Linked DNA regions of Zea mays: regions 1 and 3 are each linked to region 2. The links are chromatin contacts, called in public Hi-C maps. All regions are on one chromosome and are shown on one strand. The core of a region is the stretch at or near the end of the contact, and the rest is flanking DNA. Distances in the headings are between cores, read along the strand shown.

Region 1 (2,700 bases), core at 194-2,693, 170 kb after region 2:
GATTATTGTATTTCTAGAATTCGTATCGATTTATTTTTGGACTACATATTTCTTGAATGTTTAAATTATATTTTGTTTCTTGTGTCATATTAAATATTAATTATATTTTTTTGTTTAATTTTTTATAGCCTTAGCGCCTCTATTGGATCAATCATGTATCCGCCACTGTGTAGCTGTTATATTCTTTTAGGCCAATTATCGATTATCAGTTTTGTCGCGTTTGAAACAACTGAGTTGATGCATCACTTGATGACGAACAATAAAAAGCTTTACGGTGGTGGAGTCAAACAACATGCCAACCAGTATAGCGGAGACTTGTGTAACTTGCTGCTCAATTGCATTATATTGGCAGGGCGCAATGGGTATTGCTGGCATTTTCAAATGGGTCATTGGTATTGCACGCCTCATTGCAAACCAAGTCTACTGTTATGCTGATGAGTTCGTAAAAGTGTTTATTAATCACAGCCGACGTAGAAATATACTGGCATATAGTTCAACTCTCTTTGTCACTGCAGGCTCGCTTCGTCTAATTCACTTGTAGAAAAAGGCTTAAATTATACGGTGTGGTATATTTTTACAGGCGGATTCGGTTATCAACTGACTTTGCTATTTTTAGTAAAGGTTACCGTCACTAAAAATTATTTTTATCCTTATTTTTTAAGTTTTTCAAACGGTCTCGTATGATAAAACCACCAAAATAAAAATTATAGTTCTCTAAAAGTTATGAAACTTTATAGTTAACAAAGTTTTTATTTGAAATCATTTCGGCTCTCAAAAATTGCATCTAAATTTGTCAAATTTAAGATTCAGATTTTGCAAACGACATCGGATGAAAAAAGTGTCAAAATAAAAGTTGTAGAACTTCAAAAGTTATTTAACTTTGTAGTTGACAAGTTTTTTATTTGAATTTGTTTATGGTCTCAAATAAACAATTTACACTCAGTTGTTTGTAATATGTGGACAACAAAACTACAAACTAGACACAAAGCATGTAATTTACGGAGTGGTAGCGAAGAGTATGCGCGAGAGTGAAATCAATGGCGGTACTCGATTATCCATATATGAAAATGATGATTTCAACTGACGCCTAGCATCAGCGGTTCTAAAAAACGTTAATAAAAATAGGTTCATAACCGCCACTATAAATCTTCTGTGTACTAGTAATTGAAGGTAAGGTATTGAATTCGAAACTTCTTGCTCTAATAATGCTACCTAACTAGAATGCACCGCCGATCAACAGATTTCAATGGGCACGGTGCAATTGCGGTTGGAGGACGAACACACAAGTCAAATTAGCTAGTGGACGCTGTACTATATATATGCAATTTTTGAATTAAAAAAAGAAATTGAGCTGTAGGCGGAACATCTCATCCCTACCTTCTCTTCATTCTTACAGACAAAATTTCATCTAATCTACATCTAACTATCAGAGTTTGTCTTCATTCTTACAGCACCTTCTCTTCTTGTCTTTTCTTGATGCTAGTTCATGAATAAAAAAAACTGGTGTAACAAAAATGCGTGGAGAAGTTGGCGCCCAACTACCGTACCGGAGTGACTGCTGGTCCTATAAAACCCCGGCGCCGCTCGCTGCATGCTGTCATGCTCCCGCGCCCACAGAGAGCCTGCCGTCTCCTTACAATTCTGATCGCCCCCGCCATACGCGCGCGACGACAAGACCACCACAGAGCCATGGGCATCTTCACGGTGACCAAGCTATCCGAGGGCCCCGTGCGGCCGTCCGCCGACACGCCGTCGGAGACGCTGCCCCTGGCCTGGGTCGACCGGTACCCGACGCACCGCGGCCTCGTCGAGTCCACGCACATCTACTGCTGCGACGACGTCGCGAAGACGCTGCTGCTGCCTGCTGCGCCGGCCGAGGGCGACGCCGACGCACTGGCGCCGACGAAGAAGGAGGTGATCACCAAGAAGTCCCCGGCCGCGGTGGTGCGCGCCGCGCTGGCGGACGCGCTGGTGCACTACTACCCGTTCGCGGGCCGGATCGTGGAGGACGTGCCGGGGCGCCCCGCCGTGCTGTGCTCTGCCGAGGGCGTCTACTTCGTGGAGGCCGTGGCCAACTGCACCCTCGCCGACGTCAACTTCCTGGAGCGGCCGCTGCTCCTCGCCAAGGAGCAGCTCGTGCCGTGCCCCACGCCGGAGCTCTGGCCCGTCTTGCCGCACAACAGCCTTGCCATGATACAGGTGCACGCTTCGCACTGTACATATATCTTGTTCTGACGCGCAGAATGGCGAACGAGGAGATGCGTTAGAAGCAGTGGTTGGATAGGACGACGACCGTATAAATAGAACACACCAAACTTTCGTGCAAAGCCAACGTACTGCATGCATGATTGGAATTTGGAACATAAAAGTTGTCAGAAAGACGACCGTGTACTTTCACAAATATATTTCGATGATATGATTTAGCATATTACTCCTATATAATACGTATTGGCAAGGCTTTGAACAAAGCAAAACCTGACGGTGTTGGTTTAGAAGTCAACTGGTGGATCTCCAAGTTCATTGGTCTTCTTTCTCCATCAAGTTAAAACTTGCACTAACTACCAGTAACAAACAATAGAATATGAACAATTACTGCCTCGTAACGGGATGTGTGAATTCTTTATGCCGTTATTTGCCAGGTCACGGCCTTCACCTGCGGCGGCTTCGTGGTGGGCCTGCGCACCAACCACGCGGTGGCGG
Region 2 (2,700 bases), core at 57-2,556:
CCGCCTGGGCTTCCAATCAAGCATCGTCCACTGCTTCTCGGCGGCCAAGAAGATGGTCGTGATGGCAGCAAGGAGCATGCTCCAGTCGGGAAGCTGGTTGTAGAAAGTCCTCGGCACCGACGAAGGTACAGTTACGGTCTCGTGTTCCACATCCGCCACCGCAGACTTGCCACCGTTCACCTTGGGGACGGCAGCGTGGGCGCGCGTCTTGCCCGCCCTCACGGCATTAGACGAGGCTCCCGGCTTCGCCGCAACGCCGCGGACGTCCAGGCTCTCTGGGCGCTCTCCAAGGCCGTTCTTAGGAGCGGCCGGCGCCGGCGACCCTGGAAAGAAGGGCGAGGCCGCGATGGAGGCGGCCATAGGAAAGTACCCCGCGCCAAATCAAATCGAATGGCACCAGTCTGAATCCTGGGATCTCAACCTGATTCAGCACGAGAACAGCAATTAGCATCAACAGAAACCACAAAATCAAACAAAAAAACTCGTTAACCCGATTCAAGCAACACAAAGAAAGCAAGATCTACTACACAGTAAATGCGCATCACGGGTACAAAGTACAAGCAACAAATGACCAGCCAGAGCTTCGAGGAAGTACGGGTACAAAACGACGGTCAAACCAGCCCGCTCAAATACTGCAAACATGAGAAGAAATAAACGCATACGAAAAATGAGAATAAAAGCTCACCCAAGACTACAAGGACGAGAAGGAGGCCAAGAAAAGAAGCTGCAGGAATCCCAAATCTAGCGGCGAAACGAGAAGAAAGAGGGGCGCAGGTTTTCCTGAAACTCGAGATCCAACCGGGGCAAAGGATCCTGGATTCCCGCGATTCACCCCAGCTGTCAGGGCCCGTACGTTAGCCGGCCGAACAGCGAAGCGCCCAGAAATAGCTGCTCCTGCAGCTGATCCGGTGGAATAGCCACATGGCGGCCGTGCGCAGGCAATCCGACCAGGAATAGACTCAACCCCGCTACTACGAATCTATGATGAAGGGACAGGGAATGCGGGCGGGGGGCGCACAAGGGAACGAACCTTCCGCGGACGGCGGCGGCGAGGGCAAGGGCAAGGGCAAGGGCAAAGGGGGCTTGGCTGTTGGTGCCTGCTTCTTCCGTCGGGTGCGCTTCACCACACGGCCATTGGCGGCGCGCCGATGAGGGAGGGAGGGAGGGAGGGAGAGGGTTCTGGCGGATGTGGTGGGGGACTGGCGGTGTTTGGCGGCTTCGGGCAGCTGCGGCCGGGGCGGGGCCGGGGCCGGTCGTCTCTGCTGGCACCGGTCGTTGGCTCGTTGCCCACCGCGACCTTTTAAAACATGGAGTCTGGGGAGGCGGCAAATTTTCCTTTTTATTAGATCTGGGAGAGAGAGAAATACTGTCAGAAAACTTTTTATCCGAGAGTCTGTTTGGCACTAATATTTTTTTAAATTATAGTTATAATACTACTTTGTATTTGTTATAACAATACTATAGCTTTACCTGCTCTAAGAATATATAGTTCTAAAAAACATTATTTAAATACAACATTGTAAACCAGGATATTTATGTAAAAACTAACTGTAGCATAAAAACTTTAGATTAGAGTGTAATTTCTAAGGCTGTCTCCAGCAACGTTCTCTAAATTTCATCTTCTAAAGGAATATTATATGTCATTTACAGTTCTCTCTAAAATATTCCGTACTCTATATCTTCACCGTCTCCAACAACGTACTCTAAAGTTCATCCTCTATAACATACCAACTATATAAATAGAATATTTTTGTAGCAAACAGTATTGCTCCTACCCCTGCCAATGTACGGATCGTACGACTGGCAAGTGCTTTTGGACGGTCAAGCTATTGCTAGCGCCTGATAGCAGACCAGCAGAAGAACTCCAGGGATAGCGGATGCTCGAGTGCTCCTCTATTTTAGAGTACGCTTTACAGGCTGCTGTTGGACACGGAAAGAAACCTGTAAATCTCTATATTTAAAGTTCAGGACCGTATACATACCCTTGCTGAAGGCAGCCTAATACTTGAAAAATATCAATAGTATATAGAATACTATGATTTTTAAAAACATTTTTTATGAAAGCAAACAAACACTTTATAAATATAAAATACTCTAGTATATTCCATTAAACCATAGTATTGCCTATGAACAAGGCATATATTTTAGTCTCAAACAATATATAAAAAGTAGTGATTTCTTTGTGCTGGAGATTTTGTTGGCCTTCGTATAGTCAAATATCCTAATAAGGACCGTTCGTTTCAAAAGGGATTAGAGTTGATTGAAGTAGATTAAATCCCTTCATATTCAAATTTAAATAGAAGATGATTTAATCCCTCCAATCCTTTTTAATCCACTCCTATTCAAACAAGACCTAAACGAGCATAACGAGCCTGGTGAGTGAATATTAGAGCCACTGCAAATCTGCAATGCATCTCCGCTTGGAGCCTAGATTGAGGGCCGAAGCCACGGCTCCTACAACCGAAGTCTGAAACCAGCATTTAAATATGCAACTGAAGAGGTTTATATAAAAAAAAGTAAAGAAAATAAAAGAACCAAGGAACTTGCTTTACCAAAGTAGTAAAAAACACAGATAAAAAAAGCTCTCCAGAAGGAGCATTTGGATAGGAGAAACCAACCTGTCCTACCCCGAATTCGGGATGTTGCGAGTATTTAAGAAGAAGAAGAAGAAAAATGTAAACTGTACAAAAGTGTGAATCA
Region 3 (2,700 bases), core at 181-2,680, 210 kb after region 2:
GATACATCCAGGGCGACAGGCCCCCATGCCTAGGTATGTCTCCACTCTCAAGGCTACAGACCCTATCCTATTCATATATATTAGGGACTCAAATAGCATCTATAAGTTATCAGCTTTAGCTTTGGTTGTGAACGTTCAAATGTACTTAGGAAAAAACCAACCAAATTACAAGGTACCTCCGGTATCTTAGTATATGTATATATATTTATTTGCTAACTTTGCTTTTGAAATAATTTATTAATTATTTTGTTTATTTATATTCTTACAATTTTATTTTTTAGTGATTTGATGAGAAGATATTTTATTAAATAGTTTTGTACAGGGTCCTGGTTTTTTCCGGCATGGCTCTGCACACAAATGTTGTACGCTTCTACCGCTTTACCGTATAAATAAAATATGGTTTAAAAATAATTTTTGTGGGAAAATTAAAATCTAATGTAGCCTGTTTTAATTTTGAATTTTTTTACTACAAATGATAATTAGAAAAAAAAAACAATCACTATTGCATGTGGGAAGCCACAAACAGAACCACTCTAAGATGCTATAGAGAGCACTAGATATATTCCAGATATGCTTTAGTATAAAAGGAGAGAGCATTAAAAAATAAAATCAAATTCCATGTGCACATTTTAGATATGCTCCATTAAATTATTTTAGAGCAGATCATGAGCCGAACTAGCATGGATTGCAGCCTCACGTTGCAGAATGGCTGCAAAGCTCATGGATACTTCAAAAGTGATGGTTAGTGTTGCAACGAAGAACTCGACTAACTCATAGTTATGCACATCATATGCTCCTTCATATTCATCCTTAATGATTATGTTGTGTGTAATGATACAAGCACGCATGATCATACCGACAGTGGCGGAGCACGACCCAAAAATAAGGTATGGCAATGACAAAGACATATCTTGCAGTAAAACAAAATTTTAGTATAAAAATATCATTAAAAAGTACCTTAGATGAAGAATCCCTTATAGATTATATGCCAATCAACAATTATTTTAGTTACGTCTAGGAGAATTTGCAATTTGCAAGCAGCCGAATTTGCAAGCAGCAAAGCAAGCAGGCGGAGCAGTGGAGCACGACCGAAGCAGGCGGAGCAGGCACAGCAAAGCAAAGCAAACATCAAAGCAAGCAACAAAGCAGGCAAGCAGAAGCAGTCGTGGAGCAGTGGAGGTGGAGCACGACCGTGCGGCCGCCGGGCGGCCAACGCCCAACGAGCCGCACACAGCAGGAAGGCAGAGGCGGCCATGTAGGACCGCAGCCCGCAGGAAGCAGCAAGCCAGAGCCAGAGCCAGAGACGGAGGCGGGCAGCGGCCACGGCCGTGGACGGACGAGCAGGCGGTCGGCCGGCCAGGCGAGGAGCGGGCGAGCCGTGAGCGGCCATCTTGTGCAGTTGTGCTGCGTCGGCTGTGCTGTGCTGAGACGGAGGTATGGCGCGGGCTGGGCTGAATAGCTAGGTTTCACTTTTTTACTGGGCCGAGTTGAGGTATGACGCGTGCCATATTTGGCCATAACGGGCCCTTCGCCCCTGCATACCGAGTACTTGGTGGGAAAAATAATAACCTAGGGTAGTGATAATATGGAAGCATGATCATACCGAGTACTTGTGGAGAAAATAATAACCTAGGGTAGTGACAATATGGAAGCAAGCCTTGAGCCCTTGAGGATCCTAGATGGTCTATCTATGTCGTTTTGCATGCCTTCCTGGCATGCAACAAACATCTGCTACTTGGAGTCTGTGGGAGGAGAATGGTCTTCACAAACACCGGTTATCGGGAGTAGATGCCATCAGCGAGGTGGTATCCTTGTTGTAATTATGCCCATTCATCATAAAATTCACATTTGGTGCTTCTCCCTTGAGCACGTCAGTGAATAACAACAATTGGTTCAGCATGTTAACGTCGTTGTTTGACCCTACCAAAAAACATGTCAAATCCATAAGTCACACGAGGCAACTGTCTCGAGTATGATGGTCAGAGATCAAATGTCACCACTAGTAAACTTATCTTTTAATCCAACACACCACTAATAAACTTATCTTTTAATCAAATGTCACCACTAGTAAACTTATCTTTTAATCGGGTTGGCCACTGCCTCCCTGTTGGACATGTCAGGTCGGGTTTATTTGGGTTGGGTTAGATTTTTTGGCTTTGGGCTGGGTTTTTTCGGGTGGATCGTGTTTTGGGTCAAAAATCTAGGCTCGTACCTGGTACGTAGATTATTGCGGGTCAAAACTATGGCATGTATCCAGTTCATGGATTATTATGGGTAAAAAAAACTATGGCTCATACTCTCTTGTTGCATTGGTCGTGTTGGGTCGGGTTTTTTGTCGGGTCGGATCAAGTTGGTCGGGTCGAGTAGCCCATGCTTAGGTCTACTCCCAATCATACCAGAAAATCATCTATCCTCCCCTTCGCTAAAACACACCTAAAGTCGTCAAAGGCGAGACAACGACTGTACTCCTCACCAAAACATAAAATGACACCCCTACAAAAAAAAATTAAGTCACTCTAAGACTGAGCTTTTCACCATTTTGATATACTCGTCGCTGGAGTCAGCAACGCTATCGTAAGCAAGCATGCGCAGGAAGTGGCTCATTTTTGGTAAAGAGAGAAACCACTATGGTTGAGTGCATCGATTCTAAGAGTAAAATAGGAGGAATGATCACCCAACATCTCTAAGGTTTGAAGTAAG

What was found. A called contact is a pair of places that touch in the nucleus more often than the background predicts.
Region 1: a contact with region 2 is called in a Hi-C map of tassel, with 2.5 times the contacts expected there. The contact joins the promoter of LOC100286046 here to the promoter of LOC100284999 in region 2. A contact is called at or near these places in 5 of 25 Hi-C or Micro-C datasets (ear, leaf and tassel).
Region 3: a Hi-C map of ear shows a contact between it and region 2, with 1.7 times the contacts expected there. The contact joins the enhancer-like site here to the promoter of LOC100284999 in region 2. A contact is called at or near these places in 4 of 25 Hi-C or Micro-C datasets (ear, endosperm, leaf and 1 more).

The regions. Positions count from the first base shown.
Region 1 is chr6:113,561,255-113,563,954 of Zm-B73-REFERENCE-NAM-5.0, forward strand. It overlaps LOC100286046, which reads left to right and starts at 1,444. Exons shown (of 2, transcript XM_008649761.2): 1 at 1,444-2,199; 2 at 2,640-2,700. The coding sequence starts at 1,600.
Region 2 is chr6:113,388,879-113,391,578 of Zm-B73-REFERENCE-NAM-5.0, forward strand. LOC100284999 (myristoyl-acyl carrier protein thioesterase) reads right to left here and starts at 1,307. Exons shown (of 7, transcript NM_001157894.1): 1 at 1,031-1,307; 2 at 1-421. The coding sequence starts at 360.
Region 3 is chr6:113,598,256-113,600,955 of Zm-B73-REFERENCE-NAM-5.0, forward strand. No RefSeq gene overlaps it. Among protein-coding and RNA genes, the nearest start is that of LOC103629798, 4.8 kb to the right of the region's middle. Within about 2 kb of position 1,431, at least 10 of the 20 cell types and tissues checked have an H3K27ac peak or open chromatin away from gene starts, as enhancers often do. A contact at or near this core is called in ear and root tip, where this site is marked.